4 separate regions of the Sus scrofa genome follow, and all the other regions are linked to region 2. A link is a contact called in public HiChIP or PLAC-seq and promoter capture Hi-C data. All regions are on one chromosome and are shown on one strand. Each heading gives the region's core, a stretch centred on a gene start, on an enhancer-like site or on the middle of the called end of the contact. The rest is flanking DNA. Distances are from core to core; before and after follow the strand shown.

Region 1 (2,811 bases), core at 136-2,635, 280 kb after region 2:
ACCCATGGCCTTAAAAATCTATTTTGTATTTCAATACTTCCTCTGCTGAGTTATGTGTTTAAAGATAACTGTGCTTTCCAAGTATTATGTTTTAAGCATGTAATACTTGGAGCTAGGGTTTCATATATCTGATGTTTACCATTCTCCCTTCCCCCTGTCACTATTAACCAGTCATCCATCTATCCAAAATATATTGAAAGTAGATGGGGTTTGGGAGTTCCCTGGTGGCTTAGTGGTTAAGGATCTGGTATTGTCAGTGCTGTGGCTTGGGTCAGTGCTCTGGCATGGGTTTGATCCCTGGCCCAGGAACTCTGTATGCTGTGTCTGTGGCAAAAAAAAAAAAAAAAAAAAAAAAAGCGATTAGATTTGAGGAGAAAGGGAAACACTTTCCACTGTATCTTTTGTACATTCAAAATTTTCTACCTAGGATGTGCTCAGGTTATACTGTTTAAAAAAATGCACTGGGTACTTTTGTTCTGTGCAAATATTCTGCAGAGTGCTGCAGTTTCGCACACACAGGTCAGTGCCTGGACCAGTGGGATGGCACACACTGTGTGTGCCAGGATCCAGAGCACTCAGACCTCCTGGTCAGTGAGATTCCTCAGCCTTGGGCCTGTCTGATAAGCTCACCTGAGGAAAGATTTCCTATCTCTGGGAGGATCTGTGTTCTAGGTCTGTGTGTATAAGCTGGATGTCTAGTTTGTTCTGGGTGCATTCTCATGTGACCTTGCATGGTTCGGGCTATTATTTATTTGTAAAATTTTTTTGGGGGGGGATTAATGTCTGTCTACCCCTACTACACTGTATTCTCCATAAGACCAAGAGCCCTGTCTTTTTTTAGCTCACCAGTTTTATCCCTAGTGCTTGGCATATAGTAGGAGCTAAGTAACTTTTTTTGAAAGAATGATCGTGTATGATCTGTGCCTGTATATACTTTAGTAACTATAATTTGTCTGTGACTTGTTAAAGGCATGGTTAGAGTTATCTGCTATAGTGTGACAGATGTCTCATAGTCTCTGAGAACGTGAGAAGTGTCAGAATGAAGTATGTGACATACTTGTGTTTATATTGTGTGTTTTATGCATGTAATCTGGGAGTCTGTGGTGGCACTTCAAAAAAAATTTATTAAACATCTATTATATGTTATATCCTGGGTTAAGCCCAGAGCAAAAATAACTTCTCTTGCCTGCCTGGCTGAGTTTGGTATAGATCTCCAGAAGGTGAGATTTTAAGCAGGGTAGAAACTAGCGACGCCAAATTTCCCTACAGAGACAGGGGGCGGTACTTGGACCAGGGGTGGAGCCCCACTCGAGGAGCTCCGCCCCTGGGCGGTACGATTTTTTTCCTTCCGGGCTGTTTTTTTCCCCTTCCACCCTGTTTTCCTCCGGACGCTTTTGAGCGACGAGCACTTCCGGGGTTTCCCGGCAACTTGGCGTGGTCGGCTCACCAAAGTCAGTTCCTGGACTCACGTGCGTCAACTAGGTTTGCTTGAGGCCCTGCCCGTCTCCGTTTCTCTGCCTCATGGCGGGGCTGACCCTGTTTGTGGGCCGCCTCCCACCCTCGGCCCGAAGCGAGCAGCTAGAGGAGCTGTTCAGTCAGGTGGGGCCGGTGAAGCAGTGCTTCGTGGTGACTGAGAAAGGTAGGGGGCGGGGCGATCGGGGACAGGGTTGGGGTTCCTGGGAGCCGGATGGGGGCGAGAACACCCTCCCAAACTTCATAATACTTTATTCTCCCCTCAGTGAAAGGACTTGGAGGTTAAATTTCTTTTCCAAACTGACTCTGCTCTGGATGAATCCATAGAGACCGTTTCTGAAACTCCAGTCAGTCCCTTGAGTTTGTGTACCTCTTTCCTTTATTATGTGCGCTCACATATAAGATTCTGTTTCATAGTAAACATAAGTAATTTTTAATCAAACATCAGTAAAACTTATTGAGAATCGATTGATTGCCAGGTGCCGTGCGTTCCATCAATCTAATTGGGTGGGACCTTAACCCTGTTACACAGGAGAGGAATCTAGGGCTTCGGAGAATTTAGGAACGTTAGCTTCAGTTTGTAGAGCTAGCAAGTAGCAGATTCAGAATTTGATCACCAGACTCAGAGCTCTTAACCAATATGTTATTCATACACCCGGCTATTTATTTCCTCAGTATTTATTGAATGCTTGCTCTGTCACTGGCACTATTGTAGGGCCTGGGAATACAGCAGTGCACAGACCCAATCCAGAAATCTGGCTCTTGTCTTCAAGATGGGGAAGACAGCCAATAAATAAGCAAAACATATAGTGATAATGGTGATAAACGTTGAGGAGAAAAATAATGAAAAATAAAAATAATTTTAAAATAAGAAAATTAGGGAGTGAGTGTCTGAATGTATGTGTGGTGTTGGTGGGGAAACTGTAGAGAGAGGGGTCGGGGAGTCCCCAGGGAAGGCCTTAGGGATTTGAGAGGGTGAACACTTATTTCTCAGCCAGAGGAGCAGCCTAGCGCAAGGATACTGAAGAGGAGTGTGAATAGTATATTGGAGGCACAGCGAGGAGACCTGGGTGACTGGAGTACAGTGAGTGAAAGAAGAGAATTACCAGATGAGATCTTGGACTTTGGCTTTGGCTCTGAGATAGGAAACTACTGGTTTTGAGCATGGAGCAGTAAACATCATCTGACTTCCCATTTTGGAAGATTCTCTCAGGCTGCTGTGTTGAGACTTGGACAGAAGCAGGGAGACCAGTTAGGCTCATGTGGTGATCATGGTGTTGGACCAGATGTTGTAGCATTGAAGGTGGTAAAAAAGTGATTAGAATATGGATGTTTTTG
Region 2 (2,704 bases), core at 17-2,516:
AGGGCTGGGCTGTTTAGGGGGAAACAGGCAAGAGTGGTTTGTTCCTGAGAGACTTGGCACCGGGGCCCTAGAAGAAAGGGTGTGGGAAAGAACAGGGGGCAAGCATCCTCCACTCTAGTCACCAGGATGCCTCCTGGATTAAGGGACATGCCTGCACCCACATTTTAAAGCTACTGCTCTTAAGCCAGGCCAGGAAACGAAGATTTGAAGTGTAAGGTCTTAGCAGAAGTCCTGATATTCTGTCCGCTGGGCTCAGGACAATGGGAAATTCCAAAGCAGACCAAGGAGAGCTGCACAAGCAGAGAGTAGACCTGGCTTAAGAAAGGCAGAAAGGGAGGGACAGGGTTCAAATCCCCACTAGGTCTCTTGTGAATCGTATGACTTTAGAATGTGCCTTGACCTCTCTGAGCTTCAGTCTTCTCGCTTATACGTGGGAATAACCATGGCCTTACATCACGATTGTGAGAGCCTCTAAGGGAGATGAAAACACAAAGAAAAGCTCGAGTCCACTCACTGAATGTGTGGTTCCTTTAGAAGCCAACTCGCAAAAGAGTCGACTGCTTGCAGTGACCGGAGCCTGCTCTACGGGTGAACTGGGGGAACCCCTGCAGAGGATCTGAGACTGACCCTTTGTGGGGCTTGGGTGCACTGGACGCCCAGCTCTCGCGGGCCAGGTTGGGCCAAAGGGTGGTGCCCGCCCGTCACGAGCTCTGTTCCCCTTCTTTCCTGACACACGGTCATGTGAGAAGGGAGTTTGTGGACCCGACATAGCCTCGGCCCCACCAAGCCCCTAAAGGGAACTTGGGGCGCGTAGGCCTTCGCTCCGGATAGGTGGGTGGACCGACTTTCCAGACCGTCGAGGACGGGATCTGACACTTCGGCCAACGTCTGGACGCCCAGCGACACCCCCGCCTTCTCCCCGCACTCCCACCAGACCCCAGAAGGTCGCGTTCAGGCCTTGCGGGCAACCGTACCGGAAAGTGTCTTCGATCTCATTGATGGTTGTATCCTTCTCCACCACCAGGAAATTAGGGTGGCGGTTTTTGTTAAGCTCCCCTATGCCGCCCAGCAGGAAGCCAGTCACCGTGTCTTCGTCTCCGATCACCGCAATTAGCTTCCCCCTCCCCGCCATCCTCAGAGTCAGACAGCCAGCCGCGACCGCCGGGTGTCACCGAGCTCCGGGTTCGCAGTGCCCCGCCTCTTCGGCCCCACCCCCGGCTCTTTAGACATGCGCAGTTCCACCACTCCGCCTCCTGGGACATGCGCAACAACAGCAAAGGCGCCCGAATCTGCATACGCCTGCGCTATAAAGGGAGGGCCGTTCCCCAGGCCTACGGTTCCCAGAAGTCCGAGCGGCCTCCCCGGGTTTCGCAGGCAAGTTCGATCCTTCTTCTACAAACGTGTCGAGCCTTTTGCTGTGTTAAGATGCCGAGACGCCGACAAGACAGTTCCCGTTCTCGAGGGTAAGGTCCGAGTCTTGTACCGACTGTTTATGTAACTATGGCAGACGGTTAACAACTAGTACATATTCAGTTAATAAGAGGATGGATAAGTTGATGATACTCTCTAGTGCGATAGAGGATTCACAAAGCAGTGTGTTATTTGCTGAAACGTGAGAAGTATGTGGAAGCCCACATCAGGTGTAACTAATCTGTGGGAGAGGGAGCGCACAGAGAAGGTCGCTAGCAGGATGAAGGGGATAGAAATGAGGACGAAGGAGTACCCATCGTGGCTTAGCGGGTAAGAACCTGACTAATCTCTGGGAGGATAGGGGTTCCATCCCTGACCTCACTCAGGGTTAAGGATCAGGCGTTGCCGCAAACTGCGGCGTAGGTCGCAGGTGCAGGTCGGATCCGGTGTAGCTGTGATGTAGGCTGGCAGCTGCGGCTCTGATTTGACCCCTAGCTTGGGAACTTCCATAAGCCACAGGTGCAGCTGTAAGGAAAGAAAAAAAAAATGAGGGCAAGAGGGTGTTCTGGGGAAGAGGAACAGCACGTGCAAAGACTTAGGGCTAGAGAGCATCAGTGCCTTCAAGAAAAGCTAAAGAATCTGGAAGTTACCCTGAGGACGACTGAAGTTACGCTGAAACCCCTGAAGGATTTAGTTGAAGAGAATGAAACGGCCAGGTTCAAGTTTTAGAGATAGCATGGAGACCATGCCGTGTGCCGAGGCCAGACTAAAAGAGGAGAAACCATTGTGGAGAGAGAGTGGTGGCCAGAACCCATGTAGTGGTGGTGATGGCGAATGTGGAGAAGCAGGTGGAGTCAAGAGGGGTTTAGAGACAGCATGGACGGAACTAGTTTGGGGAGTGATAGGGTGCTTCCAGGTTTCTGGCCTATGCGGCTGGGGTGGTCAGGAGTAACATTCCTGAACGCTATGCGGTGAACATGTTGAAGAAAGGTCCGCTTGCTCCCCCGCCCTTTTAAAGAGCAGGCATCCTGGCGTCTGGCATGTGATTTGCAAGTTTAGAGCACTTGAGACATGCAGATAGGGGTTCACTGTGTGGTAGGCTGGGGATTTGGGCACACCTGGTTTGAATCTCAGCCCTGCTGCTCAGAGCTGTGATTTGGGACTCATCCCTGAAATGTTCGGGACCTTGGTCTTTTCAGATAACCGCCTCATAGGGCGGTTAACTGATAACTGCCTCATAGGGCGGTTAGAATTAAGTGAGATGAAGTCCCTAAATGCTCGGCACCTGAGGCCA
Region 3 (2,916 bases), core at 113-2,612, 280 kb before region 2:
GGCCAGTTCCCTTCCCAAGCCTTACTCAGGTCCCCAGCCCAGAAGAGTGACAGGTGGGGGGCTAACCCACTCCACACTGCTAGGAAGGATCTGCTTGGGTTCAGTCTGGTTTTTCAGGCCCGGCCAGGTGAGGGTTCTGGGACTTCAGATCACCATGGAAGTATCCACACGCTTCCCACATCCCAGAGCTAAGTATCCTTCCGCAGCCCTGACCAGTCTGAAGATCCAAATTTCAAAAAAATCCACGAATAATCGTTCGGAGAGTCTCATTCCCTCACAACTCAGACAAGGAACCAAGATCCCATTTTCCAGATGGGGAAACTGTGAACTCTCTGGTGACAGCAAGGTTAAGGTGACAGTTCTCTGGACTTCCTGTCTCCCAAAATAAAATTTCTGACACTTTCCAGTTATCTTTTAATTACTCATCACCAGAGGTTTCTTCTCCTTCGCAAATTTCACTCAATTCTTCTCCCCACCCTCTCCCTCAAAGCCTAAATCTTCTACCCCCATCTTTCGCTCTTCCCTCTCCACTTCGATTTCCCAGCGGTCTCTTCAACGGCTAAACACCTCCTTGAAATCCCAAGGGCCCTGCTTCCCAAGTGGCTCTTAGGTGGAGCATCTGCTCTTTTAAAAAACGTCCTTTCCTGTGTCTCAGAGCTCCCCGCTCGCGGGCCCCTCATTCCCCCGCATCCTTTGCTAACCCGCCCTGCCCAGGCCCTTTGTGACCCGCTTCCTCAACTTCCTCGCCCTCCCTCCTCGTCACCGAGGGTCCCAGTCTGTACACAGCCTCTTCCCAGAGTTTCAGACTCTGTTCCTCCACCTCTCCAGGGAGCGGCTCCCGCCCTCTCAAAAGTTCAGGCCTGAGCCTATTCTTTCCAAGAACCCCCGCATCCCACCACCTCAGCCTCGGGCTCCGGCTCCCGCGCACTTACCCGACCAGAGCACCAGCTTGCCGTGCGCTTCCTCCTGGGAGTCCGAGTCCCCGGCCAGCAGCGTGGAGGTGGCCCCGTAGGGCAGCGCCGAGCCCAGGCACACGTTGTAGCGCAGCGGCTCGCAGGGGGCGGCCCGGCCGCAGTGGCTCAGCGGCGGCGGAGGGCCGGTCACCGCCGCGCTCCGTCTCGCGCTCCCGCCCGCGCTCCGCGGCCCAGGCCAGGTCGCGTTCCCGCTCAAGGCCGCCCCCCAGCCCGGGTCCCCCAGCAGCACCAGCAGCAGCAGCAGCCCCAGGAGCAGGAGCTCCGGCCCCCGTGCGAGGCGGGCAGCGGCCATGGCCAAACCCGCCAACTCAGCAGAAGCCCCGGCGCCCCCGCCCGCTCCCCGCAGCCCCCCGGCCACACGCGCAACCCGTGGGACCGCGGGGCCAGCTCAGGCGACCCGGGCGCCCCGCGAGTCTGGTGCCGGGCCCCCCTCGACGCGCCGCGCGCTGCGGGCCCTCGGCGCCCAACTTCGCAAACTTTGGAACCCGGGGCCCATGTTGGGCGGCGGAGGCCCGGCCCGGGATGCGCAACTTCCTACCCCTTCCTCTGGTAATCCCAGTTATCTTCAGCCCCGGGAGCCCCCCGGGCCCCCAATCTCCAGCCCCATTCCTTCTCCCACCGTTAAAATCACCTCCTGGCGTCGCGAAGGAGGCCAGGCGCGGGCCGGAGAGGCGGGACTCGGTCCTCGGCTGCGCCCCCGCGCCAGCCCGCGGCCCAGCTGCCCCCTTCACCAGAGCGCGCCGCAGCCCCCCGACTTCTCCCCGCCAACTACCCGGCTCCTTTGTTGCTCTAGCTCGCTCGGCTCTCTGGAATGCACGGCCCTCGCCGAGCCAAGCCCGGCCCCCCCTCCGCCACGGCTGGGGGAGGGACTGGCCGAGGGAGGGAAGAGGAGGGGAGGGATGCGAGAGAGGAGGAGCTCGAGCTTCAGCGTCCCGGGCGCCCCGAGAGGCCCGGGCCAGGGGGCTCTGGTGACCCCGCCGCCGCCCCGGGGCAAGAGATGGGTGGAAATCACGGCCAGTAGCTGTCAAAGGCTCAGCAGCCCCCTTGACTGGCCTGAGGATGGTTCAGCTTGGTCGTCTGCAGGGAGTGGACTCTTCTGGTTTACGGTGGTGGAGACAGAGGGGTGTCTGAAGTCAGCTGAAGCCTCTACTACGTCCCGCCCTGCTCCCCAATCCGCCAATCTTTTCTGCTTTTGGTTAGACCTTTCAACTTGTCCTGGGCCCCATGGAGAAGACCAAGGGTTTGCGGTTCCCGCTTGTCCAAGTCCTTCCAGCTCGGGACCTGTGTGAGAGATGACCTCAGATTCCCTCAGGACAGCTGCCCCTGCTGCTGTGAGAGCAGGTGTCAGGAAACCAAAAGTGGGGCATCAAGTCTTTATTGCTACAAGTGTGTGATGCTCTGAACTGTGGTTGCCCACAGCTGGCCCTGGAGTGTCTTTGGTTATGTCCAAAAGAAGGCAGTCCCTCTCTGATGACGCTCATATGCTGGCCTGGCGGAGGAAATTTATGCTGCTTTCCTTCCCTACCCTGCTTATTTTACTTTTTCTCACTCCTTTGCTTTCAGTCACCGAGTCTGATTTCACTTTGTAGGAGTTTACACCTTTTAATTAGCAGGGGTCCAGCCAGGAGAGTGAGCTTGCATTGAGCAAATTTTCCATGTTGCTGATGGGGCAGCACACAAGGGTGGTTTTCCTCTATCCCTTCAGCCTAGCCCAAGTGACTAGTTCTGTTCGGTTTGGCCATTTTATTTTATTAATATTTTAATTTTATGGCTGCACCTGCAGCCTATGGAAGTTCCTGGGCCAGGGACTGATCCAAGCTGCCCGCCCTGCAGCTGTGGCGACTCTGGATCCTTTAATTCACTGCTGGATGGAACCCAGGCCTCCCCAGCTACCCAAGCTCTTGCAGCCAGATTCTTATCCCACTGTGCCACAGCAGGAACT
Region 4 (2,941 bases), core at 433-2,932, 310 kb before region 2:
CACAGCTTTCACTCTTGCCTCTGACACTGTCTGATCATCTATATTTGGGTAATTCGAATGAAAGGGTTCTCTGCTCTATACCTTAATAATGAGGCAGTTATAAGAAAAGTTAGGCTGGATCCAAGGTTCCACTTCAGCTGAGTCCCACACAGTGAAACCAATGCAGACTGTTATCATTTTCTCAATGTTCTGATAAAGCAATTAAAAATCATTCACAAAACAAAAAAACCATAAATCACCATGTTCACATCATGCCTCAGAAATTAGAGCAATCATCCCTTTTGATGTGATCCACATTGCTGTTTTTGCAATATTTCCCCCTTTTTTTTTCCTGTACTGACTTAGCTTTATGAGAGGAGAAACACACCATAGATAGAGCCATCCTAAAAATAATACTGGGATGGGTATTAAAATCACACATCTAGGCACACCTACTCCTTGGTGCTCTTCTTCAAAACTCTGTCTGGAAGAAACTGACAGCTGAGACAGAAAACCCCACTGTGATCGCTTTTCCCAAAAAGAGAAGCATTCCTAACACTTCCTAACACTTTCAGATCATAATGAAAGACCTAATAAAACAATCACCTCTTCATACACAGTACAATAATCTTGGTGGCGACCAACTACTGGGCAGAGAGAACAAACCTCTGAAGAGAAAAGAGTGAAGAGAGTCCATTACCCTTCTACATTCAGAGAGGATGTAAGGAGATCGCAGAATCTGGAATGAAGGGCACAGCATCAGTACTGCTCGATGGAAGTGGTTGGACAAGAACGGCAGAAAGTCATCATCTGCACAGAAACCACACAACTGAGGATCTCAGAGCGAGGTAACTACTCCTTACTCGTTCTTCCAAGAGAGAACCCTTACTGCTGAGTGAACTCTCATAAGCAGTGAGGTTTTTCTACACCATCGGGGTCTTCTCCCCGACAGTCTGGAACATACACACGGAGCATGTCGGGGAGTTCAGCGAGGGCTAAGATTAGGTGGCTCTCCTCTCCCAGCCTACTATTCCAAGTAGTAGGCGAGAGCGCTACCTCCATGTTATTCCCAGCGAAGTACGGCCGTACCCCCTGGAGTCTTCACTCCTCAGCATGGGGCCAGGAAGGGGGCATCTCCGAGAGAGCGGATTTAAGGGCGAAAGGGATCTCTCGGCTTCTACGATGACAAGAGAGGGCGTGGAGGGTGGCGCCGCGCCGCGAGGATCTGCGGTTCCCCCTCCTACCCTCCCTCTCCGACAGAGGCAGCCCGGCCCCAATACCTTCTTGACTGTACGCGGCGCCTCGGTGACGGTGCCGTCGGGGCTGACCAGGGCCTCGCCGCCGTCGCGGTGTCTCTGATGCTGGTGATGAGGGTCGCTCCGCTTCATGGCCGACGCCTGAGGCACTTTCCCAGCGGCGGGGCTGAGAGCCGCGGCGGGCCCCGATCCCGGGCCAGGGGCCGGGGGCCGCTCCGCCGCGGGAGCTGGAGCCTCAGGGTCCCCACCGCCTGCTGGAGGGGCCATGGCGCTCACAGCCGCCGTGCTCAGTCCCAGCTGCGCCTCCGCCTCGGAAGGGCTCAGGTCCTTCAGCTCCACCTCAGGCACCTTCGAGGCAGCCGCTGCCGACACGACCTGCACCGACATCACCGCCTCCACTGCAACCGCCGGCTCAGACTCCAGCTCCAGCTCGGCCCCGCCTCCCGCCTCCCTTCCCCTTCCCTCCCCCATTCCCCCACTCCTCCCCTCCATCGCCTCCGCTCCCACCCACTTCCTCCGCCTGCCCACCCGCCCGCCGGCCCCGGCCTCTCCCTCCCCTCTCTGCCCCGCCCCGCCCCGCCTCGCCCCGCCCCGCCCCGCCCCGCCCCAGACCGCTCCGTCCGGCTTGCCCGCGCGTGTGGTGCCACGGAACCTGTAGTGCGCTTGCTCTGGGCCGAAGGCGGCGAAGAGACGGTGGGACCTCAGCCCCCGACCACCCCTGCGCGCCGCCGGGGGCGGGGCCCGCGAAGCCCCCTGGGGGTTGTAGTCCCGGTCGCCCTTCCTCCGGCAAGCGGGATTCTGTAGCAGAGATGGAGCTTTAGCGCCGGCGACTAAAAGAAAGAAGTGAGGATAGGTGACATGAAGAAGAACATGAGGAAGAGAAGGTCTCCAGAGGAGTTGCGGCTTCCGAGGAGCTAGCTCTAGAAACCCTAAGTTTGGGAAGGTGGAGGAAGATTGACTCTACCCCGACAGTGTAAATTTCTTCCTAGGGTGCACCTCTGCTATCACGTGAGCAGGCATTTAAAGGAAAAGCGGTGGGGAGAGAGCTGGCCTCAGGCTTAATCAAGTGACTTAATTTTTCTGCGTCCGTGAAATTAGGACCTCACACCTTTACTGGCTTTGTTTTTAGAAGGAATAACATGGTCCTGTTTTTAATTGCCTGTTGTGGCAATTTCTGGCACATTCTGGGCTTGGAGTTTAGTATCAGTCTAAAAAAGAAGTTAGGTATCACTAGGTCAAAATTTCAAGACTAAGGAATGAAAACCATTGCCTTAAACAAAGCCAATTCTTTTGCCCTATTAATTCTACTAGGGATATTGTAGAACCCAAGTTTGTATGCCTGTGGCACGGTGAGGCCAAACAAATCGAAACATCAGAGTTTGGAGCAGAGGAAAGTTTATTGCAGCGTGCCAGGAAGAACAGCAGCTGGAGTTCAAAAAACCCTAACTCCCCCATAGTTTTCAGGGAAAAGTTTTTAAGGCAGAATTGGGGTTGAGGGCTCCAGGGTGTGTGATCTTATTCTAATGGGTTGGTGGTGCCATAACCAGGTGATATATCTCTGGGATCTCAGCCTTCTGGTTCCAACCGGCCTATTGCTTGTGGTCAACATGTGGTCACCATTTTCCTCCTGGGTAGGGGTCTTAGTTTTAGTAGAACTCAGACACACATCAGATTGTTATCTATATCCCTTCAGGAGGAACAAGGAG

Evidence for each region. Promoter capture Hi-C pulls out the DNA fragments that hold promoters and counts their contacts. HiChIP or PLAC-seq counts read pairs in DNA pulled down with a chosen protein or histone mark.
Region 1: a contact with region 2 is called in an H3K27ac HiChIP or PLAC-seq map of alveolar macrophages. The contact joins the promoter of RBM28 here to the promoter of ATP6V1F in region 2. A contact is called at or near these places in 4 of 47 Hi-C or Micro-C datasets (embryonic fibroblasts, fetal skeletal muscle, omental adipose tissue and 1 more) and 1 of 2 datasets of contacts at active chromatin or transcription factors (alveolar macrophages).
Region 3: an H3K27ac HiChIP or PLAC-seq map of alveolar macrophages shows a contact between it and region 2. The contact joins the promoter of SMO here to the promoter of ATP6V1F in region 2. A contact is called at or near these places in 1 of 5 promoter capture datasets (liver) and 1 of 2 datasets of contacts at active chromatin or transcription factors (alveolar macrophages).
Region 4: a contact with region 2 is called in a promoter capture Hi-C map of liver, with 2.6 times the contacts expected there. The contact joins the promoter of AHCYL2 here to the promoter of ATP6V1F in region 2. A contact is called at or near these places in 1 of 5 promoter capture datasets (liver) and 1 of 2 datasets of contacts at active chromatin or transcription factors (alveolar macrophages).

The regions. Positions count from the first base shown.
Region 1 is chr18:20,032,920-20,035,730 of Sscrofa11.1, forward strand. It overlaps RBM28 (RNA-binding protein 28), which reads left to right and starts at 1,386. Exons shown (of 19, transcript XM_021078708.1): 1 at 1,386-1,639. The coding sequence starts at 1,522.
Region 2 is chr18:19,755,440-19,758,143 of Sscrofa11.1, forward strand. It overlaps ATP6V1F (V-type proton ATPase subunit F), which reads right to left and starts at 1,267. Exons shown (of 2, transcript XM_003134698.3): 1 at 975-1,267. The coding sequence starts at 1,132.
Region 3 is chr18:19,477,434-19,480,349 of Sscrofa11.1, forward strand. SMO (smoothened homolog) reads right to left here and starts at 1,363. Exons shown (of 12, transcript XM_003134680.5): 1 at 933-1,363. The coding sequence starts at 1,266.
Region 4 is chr18:19,440,157-19,443,097 of Sscrofa11.1, forward strand. AHCYL2 (adenosylhomocysteinase 3) reads right to left here and starts at 1,683. Exons shown (of 17, transcript XM_005657758.2): 1 at 1,260-1,683. The coding sequence starts at 1,622.